Regions from separate parts of the Mus musculus genome. Here all the other regions are linked to region 4. A link is a contact called in public HiChIP or PLAC-seq and promoter capture Hi-C data. All regions are on one chromosome and are shown on one strand. Each heading gives the region's core, a stretch centred on a gene start, on an enhancer-like site or on the middle of the called end of the contact. The rest is flanking DNA. Distances are from core to core; before and after follow the strand shown. Region 1 holds the start of Trappc10 (trafficking protein particle complex 10). Region 2 holds the start of Pdxk (pyridoxal (pyridoxine, vitamin B6) kinase). Region 3 holds the start of Pwp2 (PWP2 periodic tryptophan protein homolog (yeast)). Region 4 holds the start of 2810425M01Rik (RIKEN cDNA 2810425M01 gene). Region 5 holds the start of Icosl (icos ligand).

Evidence for each region. Promoter capture Hi-C pulls out the DNA fragments that hold promoters and counts their contacts. HiChIP or PLAC-seq counts read pairs in DNA pulled down with a chosen protein or histone mark. Capture Hi-C pulls out chosen DNA fragments and counts their contacts.
Region 1: a promoter capture Hi-C map of neural stem cells shows a contact between it and region 4. The contact joins the promoter of Trappc10 here to the promoter of 2810425M01Rik in region 4. A contact is called at or near these places in 1 of 39 promoter capture datasets (neural stem cells), 1 of 115 datasets of contacts at active chromatin or transcription factors (memory CD8 T cells) and 2 of 9 other capture datasets (adipose tissue and liver).
Region 2: a contact with region 4 is called in an HNF4G HiChIP or PLAC-seq map of pancreatic cancer cells. The contact joins the promoter of Pdxk here to the promoter of 2810425M01Rik in region 4.
Region 3: a promoter capture Hi-C map of liver shows a contact between it and region 4, with 4 times the contacts expected there. The contact joins the promoter of Pwp2 here to the promoter of 2810425M01Rik in region 4. A contact is called at or near these places in 4 of 39 promoter capture datasets (embryonic stem cells, hippocampal neurons, liver and 1 more), 3 of 115 datasets of contacts at active chromatin or transcription factors (microglia, neural tube and pancreatic cancer cells) and 1 of 9 other capture datasets (liver).
Region 5: a contact with region 4 is called in a promoter capture Hi-C map of embryonic stem cells, with 2.3 times the contacts expected there. The contact joins the promoter of Icosl here to the promoter of 2810425M01Rik in region 4. A contact is called at or near these places in 1 of 39 promoter capture datasets (embryonic stem cells), 1 of 115 datasets of contacts at active chromatin or transcription factors (bone marrow-derived macrophages) and 1 of 9 other capture datasets (pancreatic islet).

What each region holds. Positions count from the first base shown.
Region 1 is chr10:78,242,978-78,247,570 of GRCm38.p6, reverse strand. Trappc10 (trafficking protein particle complex 10) reads left to right here and starts at 2,926. Exons shown (of 23, transcript NM_001081055.2): 1 at 2,926-3,135. The coding sequence starts at 3,069.
Region 2 is chr10:78,461,846-78,466,220 of GRCm38.p6, reverse strand. Pdxk (pyridoxal (pyridoxine, vitamin B6) kinase) reads left to right here and starts at 1,273. Exons shown (of 11, transcript NM_172134.2): 1 at 1,273-1,460. The coding sequence starts at 1,374.
Region 3 is chr10:78,182,143-78,186,749 of GRCm38.p6, reverse strand. Pwp2 (PWP2 periodic tryptophan protein homolog (yeast)) reads left to right here and starts at 1,601. Exons shown (of 21, transcript NM_029546.2): 1 at 1,601-1,679; 2 at 2,580-2,692; 3 at 3,710-3,804; 4 at 4,028-4,127; 5 at 4,221-4,364. The coding sequence starts at 1,662. Trappc10 (trafficking protein particle complex 10) reads left to right here. Exons shown (of 23, transcript NM_001081055.2): 23 at 1-1,328.
Region 4 is chr10:77,514,493-77,518,949 of GRCm38.p6, reverse strand. It overlaps 2810425M01Rik (RIKEN cDNA 2810425M01 gene), which reads right to left and starts at 3,052. Exons shown (of 1, transcript NR_163865.1): 1 at 2,009-3,052. It overlaps Fam207a (family with sequence similarity 207, member A), which reads left to right and starts at 3,137. Exons shown (of 6, transcript NM_133998.3): 1 at 3,137-3,347. The coding sequence starts at 3,210.
Region 5 is chr10:78,067,559-78,072,166 of GRCm38.p6, reverse strand. It overlaps Icosl (icos ligand), which reads right to left and starts at 2,799. Exons shown (of 7, transcript NM_015790.3): 1 at 2,632-2,799; 2 at 888-1,006; 3 at 76-429. The coding sequence starts at 2,642. Gm51775 (a long non-coding RNA gene) reads left to right here and starts at 1,692. Exons shown (of 3, transcript XR_003948913.1): 1 at 1,692-1,707; 2 at 4,226-4,292; 3 at 4,494-4,608.

The DNA of each region.
Region 1 (4,593 bases), core at 1,677-4,176, 730 kb before region 4:
GCCTTCCCTCATTCATATTAATTTAGTCCCTTGAATATACATTTTATAGTTGCCTTTGTAAACAGTTCTGGGTCATAGCTGCTTTCAGTTGAGATTGTATGTCTTGGAGGAGCCTCACACTTCCTGTTCCTGTCCAGTCATTTCTTGATGCCCGTTGGACTTTGATAAGCAATACACCGCACAGTTTCTGGATTATCTAGGCCTTGTCTTCCATTCTAGCTCACAGCTCCACTAGCCTTTCCCCGTCATGAGCTCCTGTAGGTTTGTTTGTGTTAGAGACTATTCAAGGTGCCCCCTCACCAGTCCCTCTGACTGCCAGGACTCCATCTCCAAACTTGATCAGATCATATCAAGTCATTGCTTTGTTGGAGGACAGGGACTGACAAGTTTTGGCTTTAAGACCAGGCCTGGCCACAGCCTTTGAGATATACAGTCCCTAGGCTAAGACTTGAGTTTAAGCTGTTAAAGGGTTGCTATGGAATCGGGGTAAGAGACTTACCTGTAAAGTCGGAAGTCCTTCTATCACTTTGCAGAGGGAGCCTGTGGGCTGGTGATACGGTCCTTACTATAGTGTCTCAGCTGAATGTTGTACTGTTTGGCCTGAGTGTCCCTGTTGTTCCTGACAAGCCCCACTGCCACCCATTCCTGTGAAGCAGAATTCCTGGAAAGGAGGTTTGTCTGCAAAGATTGAGTGACTAATCACAACGACATTGAGGTGGAGTGGTTACAAGGCTGCAGGTCTAGAGGCTAGTTATTTTATGATAGCCTAGTGTCAGCCCCTAAATATCCATTCATTGCCCACCCCAGTGTCAGAACTAACACTCTGTGACTAATAGATTAAAAAAAAAGTGTTGGAATCTATTAACTTTGCAGACCACTAGTGTCTTAGCTAGGGTTTTACTGCTGTGAACAGACACCATGACCAAGGCAAATCTTATAAAGGACAACATTTAACTGAGGCTGGCTTATAGGTTCAGAGGTCCAGTCTGTTATCATCAAGGTGGGAGCATGGCAGCATCTAGACAGGCATGGTGCAGGAGGAGCTGAGAGTTTTACATCTTCATCTGAATGCTGCTAGTGGAAGACTGACTTCCAGGTAGATAGGGTGAAGGCCCACACCCACAGTAACAGGCCTACTTCAACAAGGTCACATGTGCTAATAGTGCCACCCCTTGTTCCTGGCCCAAGTGTATAGAAACCATCACAACTAGCTTTCCCACCTCCAAAGCTAAGAATGGTATTTGAGGCCAACAGGAGAGAGTCCACCTTCTAGCTATAACAGCCTCTCTGACGTACTCACCAATGTATTTTAAATTGTCTTGATTTATGACTTTTTATGTTCTGCAACTATAAAGCTTCAAGTGCTTCCATGTGGGATCACGAAACCTGGGGTTACCCACTCAGGAGGCCTCAGAGGATTCCTCAAAATCCTTGTCCCCTGGGTGGCGGGCACTCAAATTTGGCTCCGAAGCACACCATCTCTTATTCCATTTGAGGTGAGAGCTTCGTTCTTTGTGCTGACATCTCACAAACGCTTAGCTGGATGGGGTGAAAAACCTTTGGCACGTCCACGGAGGCTTTGGACCCCTATTCTTGCTTTGCTGTGCTCTCTCTAGGCCAGTGGTTCTGAACCTTTCTAATGCTGTGACCCTCCTAAATAAAAAATAAATATTAAGTAAATAAAAATAAAATATTAAATAATGAATAAAAATTAAATAAATAAACTAAAAATTAAATAAATAAAAATAAAAATATTAGAGAAAAATATTAAATAAACAAAATAAATATATTAAAGAAGTAAAAATAAAATTATTACATAAATAAAAATAGTTTGTTACTACTTCATAAACTGTAATTTTGCTACTGTTATGGGTCATAATGTAAATATTTTTTTTGGAGCTAGAGGTTTGCCAAAAGGCTCGGGACCCACAGGTTGAGAACCCCTGTGCCTGGCAGTCTCCACCTGCTTCAACTGCCCTAATCAGTTGCCTGAAAGCCCAAACCAACATGCTCCCCAACAGTCAAGTCATGCTCAGACATTCCATTTGCACACTGAATCCCATTTGCAAAAGCTCCCATAGACCTGCTTTACTTGCGCCGAGTTCAGTTCAAAGCAATATTTGATTTTGCGACATTCACAATACCTAGCGGCTTCAAAGCAGTACCAGCTATAGGTGACCAGTACTGATGAAGGTGGGACATAGGGAGCATTCTGGGAGCCAAGGGAAAGAGTGCTGAAGGCTGACGCAGGTGGAAACGACCTATGTGGTGGTTCATACGAGTAAAACCACCTAATCAACCAATCAAACAAAAACCTCACAAAACCAGAAAGGACAGTGGGAAGCTGGCGTGCCAGCGGGTGCACATGGAGTTGTACGGGGTGGGTGGAACACTTTCGATCTTGCCTCGCTTTGAGTCAGCACACTTGGCAAGTCCGTGTTAACAGGCAAGCAGAGACTCAGCTTGGCACTGCACAGTTGAGCTCGCCCAGATGTAAAAACCGACCCAAGGCATCCTGCAGAAGCCGGAAAGGAGGAAGCTCCCTCGGAGATAACGGGAATTCCGCCAGACGTGACGTGGGGGCACACAGGGTAGAAGCGAGGATGAGGGTAAGGGAGCATCTGCAGGTGCGAAGCCGAGGAGAATCCAGTTTAGACAGGTCTGATGAGACCAAGCAAGGGTCACCAAGCTTGGGCATTGAGAAGGTGGGGTCAAGGAGCTCAGGCACGTGCGCCGCCCTCTGTCCTCTGCAGCTGCCTGAGAACCGAGGCAGAGGCGGCTCCCGCTATTGACAGCTACAGCGGCCCCGCCCTGCACCGCCGGGCGGCCCGGCACGCGGCCTTTTTCGTAGGAGGGCATTCGGCGGCGAGGCCCGCCCCTTTAAGTCGCGCGCCCCGGAAGTGGTCACGCGGCGGCGCCGGGGCCGGAAGTGGACGCGGCCGGCGGCGGCGGGCGGCCGGCTAGGAGCTGCCGGGGGCCGGCGGCGAGGAGGCGCGGGCTCAGCGGGCCCCGCGCTGCCTCGGGTGCCCATGGCGGGCGGGGGGCCGGGCCGGTGACGCCGGACGCCCATGGACGCCCCTGAGGAGCCACAGCCACCGGTGGTCTACACCATGGAGAACAAGCCCATCGTCACCTGTAAGTGCGGCGGGGCGGGCGGGCGGGGGGCGCGGCCGGGCTTGGCAGCTCCCATCTACGCGGACACAGCCGACCTCCGACCTTTCCGCGGGTGACCTCCGACCCGCTGTGCAGCCGACGCCAAGCTTTGGGTCCTGACCTGGGCGGTCTCCGGAGCAGCTCGTTCTGTACTGTCAGTGCTGCTAGGGATCGGGCCGGCCTTCCCCGTGGGTCGGCTCTCCTGCGCGCTGACCGCAGTCCGGTGGGCAGGCCCAGCTCTCCGCAGAGCGCAGGTGCTCTTCCTCTAGTGACTGTCAAGCCGGAGTGGCAGGTGGCCGGCCAGGCTTAGGAAGGAACCCAGCTCTGTCTGGTCCAATCATCCTGTGCTTATAGGCACTTTCCAGAGCTGCTCCACCAGCGAGTTCCCGCTCGGACATCCCCTTCCGCACTTGTTCCTTCTCCCACTGAATGCACACACACACACACACACACACACACACACACTCACACACAAAGATTGGTTTCTCTGCTACAGAAAAAGAAAACCCTCATTTTAAAGCATAATTTCAGAACGGAGTAGTTTTGCAAACTATGGACTCATGGGAAGTGTGGACGGGTTGGTTAACATTTTGACAGCTTTGCGGTGCTGTCTCTCAAAGGACAGGTGTGATACGTGGCTGTTGGCAGTTCAGTATGTGCTTGACCTTATGAATTTACTTTTTTCTAAACAGGAAGCATATTTGCAAAACCTGGTGCTAGGCCCCAGGGTTCCCAAGGTCTCCAGCACACCCTGCTCTGTTTTCTCCTTTGGGCCCTTGGATACATGGGCTCCTCCCAGTTCCTTCCTGTAACCGCATAGACATTTCATATTTAAAGACTTACATCTCTTTATTGCTAGATTAACTTTCTCAGGGATATGGATGTGTCTCCCATAAAGTTGGGAGACTTGCATAGTTCAGCAGTTAGTTGTGTGTGTTTTGTTTTTTTTTTTTTTTCTTCCCAGAATGCTTGGCAACTGAGAGGCTTGCCAAACCTCACCTGCAGGCAGGTGGACCGATGTGGCAGAGCTGGTCTGGAGGCTGCCCCGCCCTGCCCGGGTGCTCCTTGATCCCCTCAGGGAAGTTGCACCCTGTTCATGGTTGGATTCAATGTGTTCCAGGTCCTGAGAACTTTCCCCCAGTACTGTGCACAGTAGGAATTCTGGATGAGTACTTAGAACCCACAGGGACACCCACTTACTTGACTGCATCTCCCGACCCTTAGCTTTGAACATTGGCATCTTCATTGCCATAGACATTTTATCAGCATCCTGCTGAAGGTAAAGTTGCAAGCTCAGCGGCATCGGCTGTGGCTAAGGAGAAAGGGTTAATTACTCTGGTAGCTAGTACTTGGAAATGTGTGCTATTTAATGTCTTACCTTCCTGTGTGCAGGACAGCTGCAGGGTGCCTTCCTGTAGGCCTGTTGGAGTTTGGGTGTTG
Region 2 (4,375 bases), core at 24-2,523, 950 kb before region 4:
AAATAAATCCAAGGCAGTTCCAGGTGTGGTGGCATACACCTTTAATCCTGGCACTCAAGTTAGGTGGGTCTCTGAGTTCAAAGCCAGCTTGGCTTAGATAGTGAGCTGGATCAGGGAGAGAGACATCATGAGACCTTGTCTCAAAAAAGCTAAAGAAAAGCTCAAAGTGAATTGCCCCTCCCTAAGTATAACACCAGAGGTCTTCTATACACATACACAAACACAGAAATGCCGGGATTATAAATGTACACCATTGCTCCAGGCTAGCAAGATTCAGTTACAAGAAATGTTTAGCACATACATAGTATCCAGCAAACGTTACTATCAGCAAGCAATTAATTATTCCTCCAATGTACTTCCATTTAGTTGATTCCAGTCAAGCCTTCCTAACAACTTGGTTCTTCTTTACAGCTTTTCTGGTGCTGGGGCCTTGGTATGCACCCCACCAACGGAGCCTCAAAACCACTTCCTTTTTCTGATCTGTTCCCCAAGCAATGGGAATGTTCCTTTCTCTTCAGAGCAGATCTGGTCCCCAGTACTCTCTCTCACCAAGATAAAGCAAACTTGACATACTGGCCTGTGCCACTGATCTGTGACCCTGGTGTGTCCGTGACCACAGGAGTGCCAAGTGTAGGTCTGGAGATGGGACAGGAAGAGAGGTGCGCTTTCCCTAGGACTGAGAGGACTTGGTGGGTAGTGAAGAGGGGAAGACCAGTGCAGCCCCTTCAAATCTGTCCCCATGAGTGGCTCTAAGCAGACTTGAGCCTAGAGAAGATCTCTTATTATATTGAGAAGGGGCACGTGACTCCTGACTCAGGGTAGCCTGAGATCAGATGCCTGTGAGCCCTACTGGGTCTGGGATTCCACGCAGGCCGCGTGGCTGGAAAGGATCTCCTGATCTCTGAGGGTCTTCAGGCTCTGGAGCTCAGTGGAAACTCTTTGGACAGCAGCTCCGGAGTATGCCACCCATGGAGTGATCAGCGCCGCGGGCCAAGGAGGTGGAACAGTGTGTACTGAAAGTACCGTGCTGTGGAGTGTGATACAGGCGAACCCCCTGACGCACAGACAGATCTGCAAAAAGGGATGTGAGGCCACGTGATGGAGCACAGAGGAAGGAGCTCATGTGCTGGATTCCACAGGTCCCGTTGCCCGGAGGGGCGGGGCCTGCGTGAGGCACCGCCTTCAGCCCGCCCCTCGCCGCGCGGGACTCGCGGGTTAGCAGCCGGCCTGTTGAGGTCAGAGGAGGCGGGGAGCGCGTCCAAGCCTAGCGACTGCGCGTGCTTAAAGCGCTCGGAGCAGAATCCGAGCGAGCGGCCTGAGCAACCCCAGCCTGTGACACCACCTGGACCACGCGCCACTACAGCTTTCCCGGCATGGAGGGCGAATGCCGGGTGCTCTCCATCCAGAGCCATGTTGTCCGTGGCTACGTGGGTAACAGAGCGGCCATGTTCCCTCTGCAGGTATGCGCTCCACTGCTTATGTAACCGGGCCGGGCTGCTCACTTGCGGGTCTACGGGTTCGCTGCGTGGCCTTTTCCGACTAATGACCTTGGCCCCCTGTGGCCATCCTTTTGGGTCCCTATTGAGCGCTGGGCGCGCTGAGGGCAGATCCTGGCGCAGGCAGGCCGGGGGCGTGGACTACCCTGGGGAGCTTACAGCGGGGTGGTGCAGGTGGCACGAAGCCCCCTGCCCGGCTGTGGCGCACACGGTAGCGCCTGAGGGTCCCTGTTGCTTCCGTCTGCCTGACCAACAGTGGGCAGGGGCTTCCCGAAGCGTTAAAATGCTGAGCTGGGAGAATCCTTTCCTTTGGGAGCGCGGAGAGCCTCTTGGTAGACACATTGGCTAGTGATTGCTCGCTCTCTGCAGACATCCACGTTCTGCTTCTACCCATTCTATGAACTTGGACCAAGGAGGAAGCTGGGCCCACGCTTGGGTCTGAACACTCTTAGGGTGGTCTGTCACCCGCAGAGATGGGGCTGGAACTCTGCACCTCCCGCGTGCTTGCTTTTATTCCTAAAAGACAGCATAGTTTGCTGAGTTTGGCTTTGGAAGCAACCTGTTAGAAGGGCTGTAGCCTTTTCTTCCCAGATCCTATCTCCTGTGAGATGTGTGATGAATGAGGCTATCTCTGATCATTTCTGGCAGGTGGTGCTTCCTGCTTGTGACTGGTTGCCCTTGGAGGGAACCAGGTTGTCATGGGCATTAGAATAGGGGTCATAGGCAATATCAGCTGACTGGAGCTTCCTTGCCTGGCCGGTCCAGCAGGAAGATTGGGCTGGCCTGGGCAACCAGGTGGTGGCCTCTTGCAATGTATCTTTTTTGGCTGGTCACTGAGCAGGGTGGCAGGTCCCCGTTCCCCTTCCGCTCATGTCTAGCCATTAAACTGATTCCTGGGAGATGTTAGGGTGTAGCCTCTGGCTACCATGGACCTGAAAGAAGGACTTGGAAGGAAAACAGGTGGCTGGAACTGCATTTAAGGACAATAGAGGACTGTCCTGAATCAGGCTTGCTTGCCAGACAAATAGAGCAATTGATTGTTATTATACAGCATAGGAGATCAAAGTCTGTAGGCAAGGGCAGTTGCTGAGTGTTTGAGCGCCTGTTGGTTGATAAACAGTGCTTCACCCACACGGTCTAGTGTAGGCATTCTTGTTCTATCCAGAATGCACTGGTCTGGTGCTTCATGCTCTTTACCTTTGCTCTCTAGCTTAAGGGGCCAGGATTGGGGTAACAAGGTCATTGAAGTAAGACTGTACTAAGGAGCCGGGTGTGGTGGCACATGCCTTTAATCCCAGCACTTGGGAGTCAAAGACAGGCGGATTTCTGAGTTCAAGGCCAACCTGGTCTACAGAGTGAGTTCCAGGACAGCCAGGGCTACACAGAGAAACCCTTTCTCAAAAAAAGACTGTACTAAGGAGCAAAGGGGCAGAGTCCTGAAGGAGGGACAGCCAGGGAGGGCGGGGCCAGGCTGAGCTTCATGCAGTTCCCTCACCTTGGGCAGAGGTGTGCCGGCTTCTGAGACCCCGTGTCCTGCGTTGCTTGCCTCTTCCACTTGCTGGTACTCTTCCTTCACCCAGCACACTGTCCCTGGGTCCCCTGGTCCTCTGTCCTCTAGACTGCACCAAGGGCTCAGTGTCCTTATTCAGGTTGAAGATATGGGGTTCCAACTGCTCAAGGGAGGGGATCCCTTCCCCTTCTCTCATTCCTCCTCCCTTTTTATTGAATTTCTCATCATGCTCCCCAATCCCACTCATCTCTCCCCCTGTACCCACCCTTTCAACCTCCCTCCCCCCAACAGTGGAAAAAAAGAAGGGCAAACAATCTCGTTGTGGAAGCTGTAGTGAGTCCCACAGTGTATCCTTATGTCCACACCGACTTTGCTTGTAAACGTTCATTGCAATGAGTCTGTCAGGTACAGGGAGGGCCTCTGCTACACCATCCATACTGAAACCACACTGGGACTCCCCTCAGATTCCCCATTGTTGCCCTGTGTCATAGAGATCCTGTAGTTTTGATCTATGGGACCGGCTCCATCACACACTCCAGCAGCTCATGGATGGGGTAGATGCTAAGGTGGGCCAATTCAAAGCCCTGGATCTGGGCCTGAGAGGTACCTGAGCTGGTCAGCCCACTATACCCACACCACGGAGGTGAGCTATTTTTCCCTGCCCTAGCTGACCCATCCAACAGAGCAGCCAGCAAGGAGGAGGGCTCTCCTGCCTTCAGCTATGGCTCTGTTGTGCTGTCCAGGAGAGATGCAGGGCTGGCTCTCTCCTGGAGTGGAGCAAATGAGGGGTGTGGCTAGCTCTTCTGCTCTCAGGCACTGGGGATGGCTCACCTGCAACCCTTGTAACCAGAGCCAGCTCTATCATGCTGCCCAGGCAAGGTGCAGGGCCCACTCTCCTGAGTGTTACAGCCTGTGAGAGACAGGGCCAGTTCTTTTACTTTCATGACCCTGGGATCAGCTCTCCCTCCTGCCATAGGTGGCAAGGGACAAGGGATGGTAGGAGGGCATCTGTCTTAGGGTTTCGTTGCTGTAAAGGGACATGACCAAGGCAACCCTTAGAAAACATTTCATTGAGGCTGGCTTACATACAGTTTCAGAGGTTCAGTCCATTATCATGGGAGGAAGCATGGCAGCTTGCAAGCAGACATGGTACTGGCGGAGCCAAGAGTTCTACATCTTGATCCAAAGGTAGCAGAAGTTATTCCTCCGGCAGCCAGGGGGAGGTGCTCTTCTGCACTTGGTGGAGCTTGAACAGACCTCAAAGCCCATCTACACAGTGACACATTTGCTCTGCTCCAACGAGGCCACATCTATTCCGTCCAAAAAAGGCCACACCTCCTAATAGTGCCACCTCCTGTGTGCCAAGCAT
Region 3 (4,607 bases), core at 352-2,851, 670 kb before region 4:
TATTAAACGTTCTCAGTCCTCCAAAGTGATGTATTTTTGTATATAGGAGATAGAGTGCTCTGGGCTTATTGGCGTGGTGTCTGTGAGTGGGACCTGAGGTAGAAAGCTGGGAGAGGAGGGAGCCCTCTTCAGGAGTCGCTGCCCCCTGGGGACCATGTTTGGGCCCAGAGTCAGGGGCACAGAGAGAACCAGGAGAACCAAGCCAACACTTTCAGTATTCAGTGTATTTGCTTTTTTTTTTTTTTAAGATTTGTTTATTTATTATATGTAAGTACACTGTCGCTGTCTTCAGACACTCCAGAAGAGGGCATCAGATCCCATTACGGATGGTTGTGAGCCACCATGTGGTTGCTGGGATTTGAACTCAGGACCTTCAGAAGAGTACTCAGTGCTCTTAACTGCTAAGCCATCTCTCCAGCCCCAGGGTATTTGCTTTTAACTCAGCCAGTAAATAAAGGATAGTACGACGCCCACAACACACCACCACCAAGTGGTTTTCATTTGCAGGAATTGGAGGAATGCTTAAAGAAAATAAACACTGGGGCTGGAGAGATGGCTCAGTGGTTAAGAGCATTGGCTGCTCTACCAGAGGTCCTGAGTTCAAATCCCAGCAACCACATGGTGGCTCATAACCATATGTAATGGGATCTGATGCCCTCTTCTAGTGTGTCTGAAGACAGTGGCAGTGTACTCACATAAACCTTAAAAAAAAAAAAAACAAAAAAAAAACAAACATTTATTTAAAACCCTCTGAAAACCTATTTTATGTGCAGTTTAAAACTAATAAACTTGGGGAGCTGGGTATGCAAATTAGAACTTGGTACTTACTGAATGTCTACAGCCCTCTGAACTCTGTTTTCGGTAAACCTTTGACAGTTGGCCTGCAGATGTCAAGTCCATGTGTGGGGAGGTCTTTGAGACTTGATCCTGGCAGAAAAGCTTCCACCCGGCACTGCTAGCCTCCCGCATCCGTGTGTAGTCCTTTAGAGTGGAGTCTGGCTCTTGAGTTCACCGCCCACCCCCTGAGTTTCATATTTCTGAGTTCTCTACGGTTTTCTAATTATATATATTAAGAATAAAACAAAGGGGAGATCTAAAATGTTGGTAGTTCTGTTATTTCTCATGAAGACACCTTTCTCTGTAAGAGAGTTGGCAGCTCTTGTTCTCTGGGATGGGGTCTAGGAAAGGTGACGGCCGCACCTTGACACTGCAGGCGTTGGTTCCATTTTCACAGTGTTCTGTAACATAATGTCAGAGTAAGGCCGCTGTACTAAGATCGTTTAAAGTGTAAGCATTAAAATTCTAAAAATACACGTTTTAAGAAGAAACTCCGTTTGAACTTGGGTTTTTGTTTTTGTTTTGCACGGTTACAGGCGAGTGTGTGACGATTTGCTCGCTTTCTCAGCTCCGGACTGGGCTCTGCATGGAGACCTAGAACTTAGCTCCATTCTCCACCGTCCTAGCGGTCTCAGCTAGTTCACCGCTACGCAGCGCCTGCGTAGAGGCAGGGTGGTGGCGGGAGTGGGGGTGAGGGAGGGACGGGCGGGGCTTCCCAGGACACTAGGGTTGCGGCTCCGCCCCGGAAGTGCGCGTTTTAAGCGCCGGAGATTGTTTGTATTCCGGAAGTGGTTGCAGTACGGTACCCCACGTGTGGTTCCAGGATGAAATTCGCTTACCGGGTGAGCGGCGGGCCGGGCAGGGGCAACGGGAGGGCGATGGAAGGTTCCGAGGACGCGGGAGAGACCGAGGTCGTTGTCATCTCGGCTGCCTGTGGGAAGCACTAGTGGGTCGACCCATCGCAATCTATTGCTCCTGGTTTATACCAGGAGCTCCGGGCTCCTACCCAACAGGTCTCGGGCTGTACCCAGCCCTGTCCAAACTCCTCTTGCCAGACAACACAGCAATAGCTGCTGAAAGGCTCTTAACAACAAACTTCAAGCAACACCCAGCTCTCTACAGGGCCGCCAGTTCTTGGAGCAGTCTCGACAGCGCTCCTCTGCTGATCATACCTCTTAGGAGCCTAGCTCTGCCTGGTGTTATCTCGTTGCATAGCTGCCCACCTACACCCCAGATCGACTCCTGCCTTAGTTAGCCCAGGCAATCCCAGTAAGCAACTACCCTACTGCTCTGCTGGGCTTTGCAGTGTTTGGACATCTGTCCAATTGCCTATGTGCCGTTTCTATGTGGACATAGAACACAAGGCTCGGGTCTCTACACCCAGCTGTGTCTGCTGGATGGAGATGCTTGCCTTTGATAACTGAATGGATACACCGGGGCACTGATACTTAGCACGGTGGGCGTGGTGAGCATCTCCTGCAGCCCTGTTCACTGAAGCAGCTTCTCTTAGAATGGAGATCCTGTGCCCTTCTGTGCCTGGCAAATGCTTCCTGTCTTGGGAGTATAGTACCATTCAAGGGAACCCTGGGCTCCTGAGAATTAAGTTGGGTTCCTCCTCTGCCCAGGGGCAGGACACACCTATGGTCAGGTACTTTACTACCTATGCCCAGATGCCTCTCATCACCATTTCAGAGAGCTGACGCTGTGTTCTCTGTGTTAAAACTGATTCATTTCCTTTGCAGTTCTCGAATTTGTTGGGTACGGTTTATCGGTGTGGAAACTTAAATTTCACACATGATGGAAATTCTGTTATCAGCCCCGTGGGAAATAGAGTCACTGTGTTTGACCTTAAGAAGTAAGTATGGGGAGACAATGTTAGCAGGGACGTTATCCTCCGTGTGAAGGCTAGCCATCCTCTTTGTGGCTTGCAGGACTACTGGATTTAGGAGGACACAGGTCATGGTAGAGTTGCCTGCTGAGGTCCTCGTTTTTCATTCTAGTATCTAGAACACCAGCATTACTCTTAAAGGGAAAGGAAAAGTCATGTGCCTTTTGGCTGTTGGCTAGCAAGTAGGGGTGGTGGCAGATAGGAAGGTTATCTCAAAAGGTGAGCACTTACTGTGGGGGGAGGGGCGGCTCTAAGGGCCCCAGGACAGGTGGTTTGGAGAGTTCAGGCTGTCTTGGGTCCTTGCTCAACAGCCCTGATGGTTCCCACCTTCCCTGCTGAGATTAGGCTTAGCTTTGCTTGTCCCAACAAATGTGCTGTGGCTCCTTTTCTGACTAGGAATGACTCAGCACTTGACTGTCTGAACGTCTGTAGGCTGATCCCCTCTAGCCTGGGCAAGACCCTCCAGTTCTTCTGGCCACTGTGCTCCCATTAGCTTCAGTTAGCTGGCTAGTCCTAGACCTCCGTTACCAGACACTGTAGGCTGGGCCAGCAGTATAACCTACTGTGCCTGCTGTCGATGGATTACTGGGTCTAGTCAGGTCTTCTGTGTCACTGTCTCTTTAAATAACATCTCAGGGTCTCAGAAGTAATGAGAACCTGTTTGTTAAAGAAGACTCAGACCAAAAAAAACAAAACAAACAAACTAGGTTCTAATTGCGACACCTATAATGGTGCCTCCAGCTCAGTCAAACCCTGCTTTCTTCTCCTTCTATCCACTTCTGAATTTAAGAACATACAGCCTTTGCAAGTGTGCTACCCTTAACTCGAAAAGGTCAATACCAAGACGACCCAGGAGGGCAAGGAACGAGCTGTAGCCTAAGGGGCCCTACAGCAGGAGAACCAGCTGCTAGTCCATCTCTGGCCCTGCCCTCCCTATCCGAGTGTCCGAAACCAACTGTGGGCTGGGTTTTTTGTGTTTCTTAGCAACAGATCCAACACATTGCCTCTGGCCACCAAATACAACATCAAGTGCGTGGGGCTGTCCCCAGATGGTCGCCTCGCAATCATCGTTGATGAAGGTAATCAATGTTGGTGTGGGCAGGCACTGGGGTGGCCCTGCACCCTCTGGGCTGTGAAGCAAGGGCATCGCCTAGGGTCAAGTTCAGCTTCATAGCACAGGTTCCAGCAACCCACGTCCTAGGGTGGACAGGCAAGCTGCATCTGGGGTCCGGTGGCTGTGTCTGGGGTTCGGTGGCTGTGTCTGGGGTTGGGAGGCCACAGTGTCACTCTGGCCTCTTGCAGGGGGTGCTGCTCTGCTGGTCAGCTTGGTGTGCAGGTCGGTGCTCCACCACTTCCACTTCAAGGGCTCCGTGCACAGCGTCTCCTTCTCTCCCGATGGCAGGTAAGAGCATCTGTCGAATGCAGGGCACCCACCGGTCTCTGGCCAGCTATTTGTTGGTCCCCAGTATCACATGTGACCCCGTTTCTCCTGCAGAAAATTCGTTGTCACAAAGGGCAACATTGCGCAAATGTACCACGCCCCCGGAAAGAAGCGAGAGTTCAATGCGTTTGTTCTGGACAAAACCTATTTCGGGCCCTATGATGAGACCACATGCATCGACTGGACAGATGACTCCAAGTGAGACTGGGGAGGGCACCCTTGGCCGTCTGTCCCTGGAGAATGCGGTCTTCTTCCATAAGTTGTGGCTGAGTTTTTAAGTGCGCCATGAGCCCATTGTAGTTTGGTCCAGCCTCTAATGGCAGGACTGAGCTCTGCTCTTAAGTAAGGTCTGTAGTGTTTTCCTTCTCCCGTTTACCACTGGAAACTTCCTAATGGGATGCAGATCTTAATAGAAATAAGAATTTCCACTCAGGAACACAC
Region 4 (4,457 bases), core at 1,803-4,302:
AAAACAGATAGGTAGCCAGGCGTGGTGGCGTTCACATTTAATCCCAGCACTTGGGAAGCAGAGGCAGGCGAATTTCTGAGTTCGAGGCCAGCCTGGTCTACAAAGTGAGTTCCAGGACAGCCAGGGCTACACAGAGAAACCCTGTCTCGAAAAATCAAAAAAAAAAAAAAAAAACAAACAACAACAAACAAACAAACAAAAAGATAGGAGCCAATCTGATGCAACTCACAGCAGGATCTAGCTTCTATTCTATTTGAGCTAACTTGGGCCCTTCCAATGCACCACCATCTCTTGGGACGGTTTTGGTAGTTGTGGGAGCCCAAATACCTATCGGGGAAGGCTTTATACAAACAGCAACTGGGGGCAGGGGGAGGGTTAAGTGTGCAAGCATCTAATTGGAAAGCCACTGTGGCCTTTAACACAATTGACTGGTGTTGGGAGTCCTATCATAAACTTAACTTCTGCTCCCTTCTGCATTGGTGGTCATTAGGCAGGGGTGGGCTTGTAACCTGGGGATGCAGGTTTGTTGGGGGAATAACCTGGAGGTACTGGTCATGTTGAGGGTATAACCTGGAGATGCTGGTCTTGCTGGGAATTAACCTAGAGACTGGAGCTAGGCTCAGGTTTTGTTGAGGAGGGGGGCAACTTGGAAACTAATGCTAGGTACCAGCCTGTTAGTTTACCTTAGTTCAAACTTAGGTCAGGTTCTCTAAAATGGAGTCTGATCTTCAAAGATCTGGCCTCTCATCAATGTACACACCAGAGGGTCTGGGAGGTAACGGCACATGGACACCCATGCCTGCCTTTCCCCATCTCCCTGATCACCAGACTTCAGGGAACTCCTGGGAAGTTGCTCTGTGCCCTTTGCAGGTTGACCCAGGTGGCTGGAAGGCCTTGGGCCTTGGTGCTCAGCCAGAAGCTGTGAAGGACAGGAGGCCAATTCCCTGCCCCACTGCCTTGAGCGGCTGGCTGGCCTAGCACCCATGATCAGAGTCAAATTAGGACTCTGTGTTGCGGGTTCCGTCACCAGAAGGTCCTGGGCCTCTGAGATGCTGTGTGTCTGTACCAGCCCTGTGCCTGGGGCTCCCGCCCTTCATTCACACTGTGATACCAGCCTCTTTTCTGCCCAGCCCTAGGAATCTGTGATCTCCAACTATAAGCTGCTAGGGGTCACTTCCTGGCTCTCACTTTTCTCTTAGTCCTCAAGCAGCTCATTCTAACCCCCACTGTAGAAACAGGGAAACTAGGCTTGAAAAAGCTCAGGCCTTGGCTAGGTCACCCAAAGAAAGGTGGACCCAGCAAACTTGGCCACCTCCCTGGGAGGATCAAGGGAGCCCTCCTCCCCGAGAAAAGCCAGGCAGAACTGTCTTGGATCAGTCGCTGGGGCTGGGGACGAACTGAGAGGTGATCTGGACCCTGCTGATGCCTGCGGGGTCTGGCAGCTGAGTTTCCAGGGCTGGGCGCGATGATACATTGTCCGCCTCCCCTCACCCCAAACCCCCATCCCGCCTCCCAGTAGCTGTATCAGTGGACCAGCCTGCGGTCACACCTACACTCTAGTTGACTTGGAGCAGGGTCGCGGTCTAGAGCCCGAGGGGGGGGGGGAATTAGCCAGAGACACCTGTACAGTCCTCTCTCTAACTGCAAAACTAGCTGTACAGTCCTCTCTAACTGCAAAACTAGTTTGCCAGGAGCCAGGGAAGCACGGGACACGCGCGCCCTCAGGCGGCAGGAAGAAGAGTTGAGGATTCTAAAAAATTAACTTTGTTGTCGTCGACTTGTGAGTTCCTTGGGGTGCCCTGGAACTGGCCTTAAGCAACTCATCCTCCATGGGGGAACCTGGGGTCCATCGGACAGCCCAGAGCACAGGAACACTGCTGAGGGTTGAGAAGGAGAAAACATTTAGGGGGTGGGGGGGTGGGGTGGGGATCTGTCCTAGGTAAAAGCCAGGCTAGCTTTCAGGGTGGCTCTGGCTGCCAGATCTTCTGGGGAGATGAACCAGGTTGTGAAGAGTTCAATGGACTTTATTCCCAGGTCATCTCAAAACAAGCTTGCGAAAGTAACTTTTATTCGCTTGATGTCCTTGTTGTCTCGGAGGCTTACTGCTGACTACGATCTCCTTTTCTAGCTCTTTCTGAACTCTTACTGGCTGATTCAATTCAGCTGTTCTGGCTCAAACGTCTCTTCAAGTCGCCTGATTCAATCTAGTTTGTCTCAGCTTCACATCTAGTGCACTGCTTGGCCTGCAGCCACTCACTCACTGTTCTAGATTGCTTTCTGTTGCTGTGATAAAAACACTTATCAAAGGCAGCGTGGGGAGGAAGGTGTTCTTTACATCTTACAGGTTGGATCTCATCGTCAGGGAAGGAGCAGGAACCTGGAGGCATCCCCTGATGAGAAACCGCATCGGAAAGATGCTTATTGGCTCTGCTCCCTGGCATGCTCTGCTACTTCAGCCACTGTGGGGCACCGGACTCCGCTTTGGGCTCACCTTCTCCCCACAAATCCCATCTCACTGTGGATCCCTAGCAGAGACGTCCCGGCATCCAGGATGCTCTCTACCCTAGAAGGGAAGAAGGCAGAAGGCCTCTACCCTGGCTGTGCCTGGGCCCAACTTTCTTTTGTGGCTCCAACTATAGCCCACTTTGGTTTTGTATTGTATTTTACAGGTGTCATTTGGGTGAAGAGCTGGAATTACCCTTCGTCCTTGCTTTCCTTAAGCAATACTGCACTGGGTGCACAGGGGCTGTTGGACACGGAGCCGACTGTGCAGGAAGACGGAGGCCGTTCGGTCCATCTGGTACCCATTTAAGTGGAATTGCAAAGTCCCCAACTCCAGGACCTGTTTTAAGGACGAAACGCCAAGCTGCACACATAGAGACCCGCATGAGTAAAACCGACGTGAACCTTTCTCCCTATTCTACCCCAGACGCGCGCGATAGAAACATGGCGTAACGTGCACCCGAGGCTTCAATAGTTTTACTTCCCTGGCTCTTGGCTGCAGCCACATCGCCACACGTCTAACGCGCTAGCGGGAGCGCGCGACGTAAGCACCGCAACTGCGCACGCGCTACGGGAGGCACTTCCGGGGACCGGCCGAACGCCGATCTACGCAGCCGCGGCTCTATTTCCGGCTGTCTGGGAGCACTTCCGGGAGGCTCTTCCACTAGTGAGGCGGCGTTGCTAACAGGCGGAAACCTCCAGGGAAGATGGGGAAAGTGAGGGCGCTGCGGGCTCGTGTGCACCGGGCGGCCGTGAGACCCGACGGGGATTCTGCACCGGGCCCTGTGCCCCGCGCCGTGGAGCCGGCGCTCCCACAATCCCCGGCGGGCGGAGCGGGGGCGAAGGTGAGGTGTGGGGCGCCGGTCGGGCCAGGTCTCTGCCGAGCCGGATCTCCAAAGATCAGGAGCCCTGGATGGTTGGGTGTCGCCTCTTCTGTGTGTGTTCCTGCCACTCTGGTTAGGGTCCTGACCCGGCCCACCTTTAGCCGTCATGCCTTCTCGGTTGGGGTGTGAGGCTCCAGAAGCGCTTCCATCTCTGGGGGAAAATATCCCACTACGCTCTGGAAATGTCGCAGGGCGCTGTCTGTCTGCCTCTGTCTATCTCTGTGTCTCAGTCTCTGGTGTGTGTTTGAGACAGGGTCTCTCTATGTAGCCCTGACTATTCTGGAACTCACGCTGTAGACCAGGCTGGCCTCGAACTCATAAGAGATTGACCTGCCCCTGCCTCCCACATGCTGGGGTTAAAGGCATGGCATGCACTTGTGTCCCTGGCGCTTGCTTGTTGCTTTGGCCTTTGGGATCTTATTTATTTTTATTTTACCTCATCTCATTCTTTCTTTATTCTTTTGAGACAAGGTTTCACCCTAGCCCCCCCCCCCAGCTTGTCACTCTCGTGCCCAGGCTGTAGCCCACTGTGCCCAGCTTTTATTTGTTGTTGTAGCCAAACTGAGAGCTTCTGTTTTCTCCCACACCCACACCCACGGGAGGTGCTGTGCAGTCATTGATTCGTGCAGCCATTGATTCTTATTTTTCCCATTTTTCTTTTAATTTGGTAACTTGGCTCAAATTTAAGCCTTGTGTTGACAGAGATTGTTTTTATGCCCCTTTGGTCAGCCGCGTCTTTGCCTCACTGGAAGGTTATGTGGTTGGTGTTCCTATTTTTGTTCCTCAGAGATGCCCAAGGACCAGTACTTAGAGGATTCCCTCTGCTCACTCCTGGGAGGGCCCATGCATACAGTTGTAAGCAGCAGTCATGCCTTATCTCACAGCTACTCTTGGATCTGCATGTGTTTGCAGGGAGGCTGTGCTCAGGCCCTGTGCTAGTGTGGCTCTACTCCCCAAGACTCTCTGATTGTCCCAAGTCTGATGGGGGCAGGAAGGAACAGGCCTGATCTGGGAACAAGGACGTAGATACTCTTCCGGGGCCTCCCTGGCTGAGAAGTAGAGGATTTTTGC
Region 5 (4,608 bases), core at 1,550-4,049, 550 kb before region 4:
CCACCACTGAATCTTGGATTTCCTCAGGACGAGCATCACACTGGGCTAAGCTAATCTCTGCTTTGAGAGTCTTACCTGCCACACGCAGCCTGACCACCTCTTCCAAGATCTTGACTAACTCTGTGGCTGTATTCATAAATACCCGGCATGTGAACTCCTGGGTATCCTGAGGGGTGACATTCTTCAGGTACAGAGAGAAGTTACCCTGCTTCATGGAGTCCAGGGACAGATGGCCCCTGTTCTTGTAGGAACTGTCCACATTGATCCCTGGAGACTTGTAAGGCAGGTAGTAAGTCACCGAAACTTCTGGGTTTTCGATTTGCCAATAGACATACAGACCACTCAAGTTGAAATGGCGTCTGTGGGGGTCAATGCAGCTGAGCACCACATTGCTGCCCACCATTGCACCGACTTCAGTCTCTGCAGAGGCTTCAAAGTGACACAATGTATTTACTTAAGATTCAAACACCAATCCTGCCTCAGCCCACCAAGGCAAGAAAGGAATTCATTACTAAGGTTCATTAGGAGGGCTCGTTAGTGTCTTGTAGCAAACTCAGGTGTGAGGTGCGAGCCTCCACCTAGTGCCAAGGTTGGTTCCCTCCCTGGCTTTGGCAGGCTCTCACCCTTAGCTCTCCTCAAAGGTGGCTTTTATGATTCACCATGCAGAGAGACCAAGAGGGGCATTCCATTGACCCCAAGCAAGAAATGTAAAGAGAAGTATAAAGTTTGGAAAAGCACTTCCCTTTCTGATTGCCAACCCTACATATCAACCTAGGTATGGGGATCCAGCTTTCTCCAGTGGGCCTCTGGGGAGGCTGTAGGGGCAGTGGCCAGGGCTTCCCTAATGTTCTGCATCTATGCGCCACACAGCATGCATCCCAACTTACCAGCACAGAGGCTGCTCAACAGCAGCAAGAACAGACCAAGACCAGAAAAGAACCCGCTAGAAACATGGAGCTTCTTCCAAACAGGCTGCCTGGTTCCCAAGGACACAAAACAGGGACACCTAGGAGAAATGTGAATTCCATTGGAGGACAGCTGGTTGGTTTTCCACTGAGACTTCAGAGAGCCCAACCAGGACCATACTCCCCCCTCCCCCAAACACAAATCCCCAGAGTCTAACAGCTCCCAAACTCAGAAAGATTTGTGTGAGGAGAAAGGGCTCTGAGAGTCCCTGCTTTGAGGTCTGTGCCCCCTCCCTGTGACCTAACCTTCTGTAGAGAAATGGTTACAAGCTGCATTTGAAGGAGATAGAGACACCTGATGGCCCCAAAGGAGACAGGTGAGAACCAGGACTGTCTGAAACCAAACTTGGTGGAATGCCATGTTCCAGGCCCTTGGTGATACACAAAAGACGGTGTCCTATGTATCTCAGCCTAGCTGCCTCCTTTTAGAGGTCTGGTTGGTGGTGGGAGTGAGGGGGGGGGGGGGAGAAGGGTGGTGGGAAGAAGGGCACTTCACCCTACTCTAAAGCAGTCTTGGATACTTTAGCCAGAGTTTGCCTAGTCTCCCAAGGCCGTCTGTTCTATGGAGACTCTCTATAGGGGCTAAGACCCTGCAGCAGGTCACAGACACTTCACAGTTGCCCACACACCTTTTATAAAACCTCACTCTCAGCCAGGCAGTGGTGGCGCACGCCTTTAATCCCAGCACTTGGGAGGCAGAGGCAGGCAGATTTCTGAGTTTGAGGCCAGCCTGGTCTACAGAGTAAGTTCCAGGACAGCCAGGGCTACACAGAGAAACCCTGTCTCAAAAAAACACCAACCAACCAACCAACCAACCAACCAACCAACCAACCAACCAAAAATTCTCCCTCTCTTTCAACAGCAGCCCTGAAATTCTCAGAAGATTGTCTCAAAAGAAACCCTTGGGAAGCCACAGGGAGGGATGGATGGACACACACACACACGCACACACGGGGGGGGGGGGGTGTCCCCAGGAATGATTAGTGGGCAAACCACAAACTCAAGCCAGCCACTGGCCAGCAGGCACTCGGTAGCCTGCAAGGTCTCCCCTTTTCTATCCCTGGAGACTCTGTGGTTAGGACACTTGTGGACTGAGGACCTCAGCAAGTAGCCAGTGGAGATGGAGTGTCTACGGTACAAGTGCCTGAGGGAAATATTTGCAAAACGCCGGAGCGCAAAACTGTCTCTCTCTCACACACACACACACACCCCTCCTACACACCTCCCACTTCCCCTGCCCAGTCTGGATCTGTGAGGGAAGTCAAGTGTACAAGGAGGTGTCCTGTCCCCATGCACTGGGTATCAGCTGGCCTTTGAGGTAACACACATCCTCCCTTCTGGGAAATCAACAGGGAGAAGGGCGGCGGCGGCTAAGCCAGTGCCCATGGCTGCTATGAGTTTTCACCTTCAGTACCGGCTCTTGCCCTTCCTCCGCCTACAGCCGCCCACGCGCCGGGGTCTGGTCCGCGGGTGCAGCGGGTTAGCCCTGCGCCGCCCCCTGCCGTCCAAGCCGGCAGGTCCAGGTGTGGCCGCTAGCCGTCCGGAACTGGGCACATCTGCGCCGGTACAGAGCCGCTGCGCTAGCGTCGGGCAATCTCAGTCCTAGTTCGGGTGGGTCCCCGGCTCCCCCACCCCACTCACGGGACACAACAGCGAACGGACTCACTTTAGCTGCATGGTGCGAGCGCAGACTGCGGGGTGCTGGATTTCGGACGCGGAGAGTTGCAGCGGCTGGGGTTCCGGAGCTGTTGGGGGCCACGAAGAACTGGGGAGCTTCCAGGCTTGGGGCGCTGAAATCTGGGGTTCTTGAGGCTTTGGCGGCAGGAGACCCGCTGTAACTGCGCTCGCTAGCGCTGCGCGCCTGGCTAATTGGGCACAGGCGGGATCCCGCCCTCGGCCCATCCCTCCGGCCACCTCCGAGCGGGGGTTGGAGGCGGGGAGCTCCGCCTCCGCTCTCCCGCTCCCGAAAGTAACCCAATCGGCTGCTGAGCAGGGTCGGAGACTTGGGCATGAGTTACAGGTGCCAGGGTGTGGGGTGGTTTGTGGATCCCGGCGAGGGCAAAAGGAGGGCCGGCTCCGGTGCGGCCGAAAGTCTGGGCACTGAGGCTTAGGGTGAGGGTGGGAAGACAGGAAACTCAGCCGCTGCACCCCCCACCCCCCCCCCCCCCAACGCTGCCCAGAACATTCCCGGCCTGGTCCCTGCGTCCCTCTTTTAGAGCCCGATGTTGGGCCCTGTCTTGTAGAAGATGAACCAAGGTTCAAAGCCCGGACCTGGGGCTGACCAAAGACCGTAGATGATCAGAAAACCTAACGACTAGGAATTAAAAAGTGAAAGCCAGGCGAGTGGGAGGAGAGAGGGGCCAGCAGGAGGGAGAAAGGGAGGAGAAGACGGGCTCCACTCTTGTCCAGATCTCCCATCACCCAACTTCGAAGGCTTGGTGAGGGATAAAGTTGTGGAACACAGAATGAAGTGTCCATTTTCTCCTCCAAAGCCAGCCAGACTTGGCAATCCTGTTCCCAGCCTCGTGCTCTCTGGCACTCACTCTGGGAGAGCCTTAACGGTTCATAAGCGTTGAGCCTGTGTCTAAGCTCAGGACTCTCTTCTCACCCCATTCCCTGCTCTCCCTCAACCCCCACGCCCCCTCCCCGCCCCACCTGCCAGTGAATTGAGAATGCGGGAGGCCAGGGAGAGGCAGGCAGGTGGATCTCTTGAGTCTGAGGCTAGCCTGGTCTACAGAGTGAGTTCTAGGACAGTCAGGGCTACACAGAGAAACCCTGTCTCGAAAAAGAAAAGGAAGAGAAGGTGGAGGAGGAGGCGGGGAGGAGGAGGAGGAAAGAAGAGAAGAGAAGAGAAGAGAAGAGAAGAGAAGAGAAGAGAAGAAGAAAAGAAAAAAGAAAAAAGGAAAAGAAAAGAAAAGAAAAGAAAAGAAAAGAAAAGAAAAGAAAAGAAAAGAAAAGAAAAGAAAAAGAAGCCGAGCAGTGGTGGCGCATGCCTTTAATCCCAACACTTGGGAGGCAGAGGCAGGTGGATTTCTGAGTTCGAGGCCAGCCTGGTCTACAGAGTGAGTTCCAGGACAGCCAGGGCTACACAGAGAAACCCTGTCTTGAAAAAAAAAGAAAGGGAGGGAGGGAGGGAGGGGGAGAGAGAGAGAGAGAGAGGAGAGAGAGAGAGAGGAGAGAGAGAGAGAGAGAGAGAGAGAGAGAGAGAGAGAGAGAGAGAGAGAAACTAAAAATCTCTGGCTCTTGGCTATCAACATCAGGGAGCAGGCCAGGACAAGCACAAAAGAACAGAAGAGACAAGCAGAGGTGGGGACCAGTGCGGCCGAGGTAAGCAGCCTGAGGGTGGGGGTGGGGGTTGGCCCTCCTGCAGGGAGGGGGGCTACCTTCTTCGTGTGCTAGGAAAAAACAGAAGTTATCAGAACTTGACCCCTGGGCTCTGGCAGACATAATCCAGGAGTCAACCCGGAGTCTTGGTAAGTACATCGCACATCGGGAGTGGTGGCCTCACTTGCTCTTCTCCCCCACTAGGTTGGCAGCACTGAGGACTCAGCAGAAGCCCGTGTTGGGGAGTCACCTTGGCATCAATTGGCAGATGGAGCCGATAGGGTACCACCACATCCTATGTTCCAACTCTCCTGGCCAC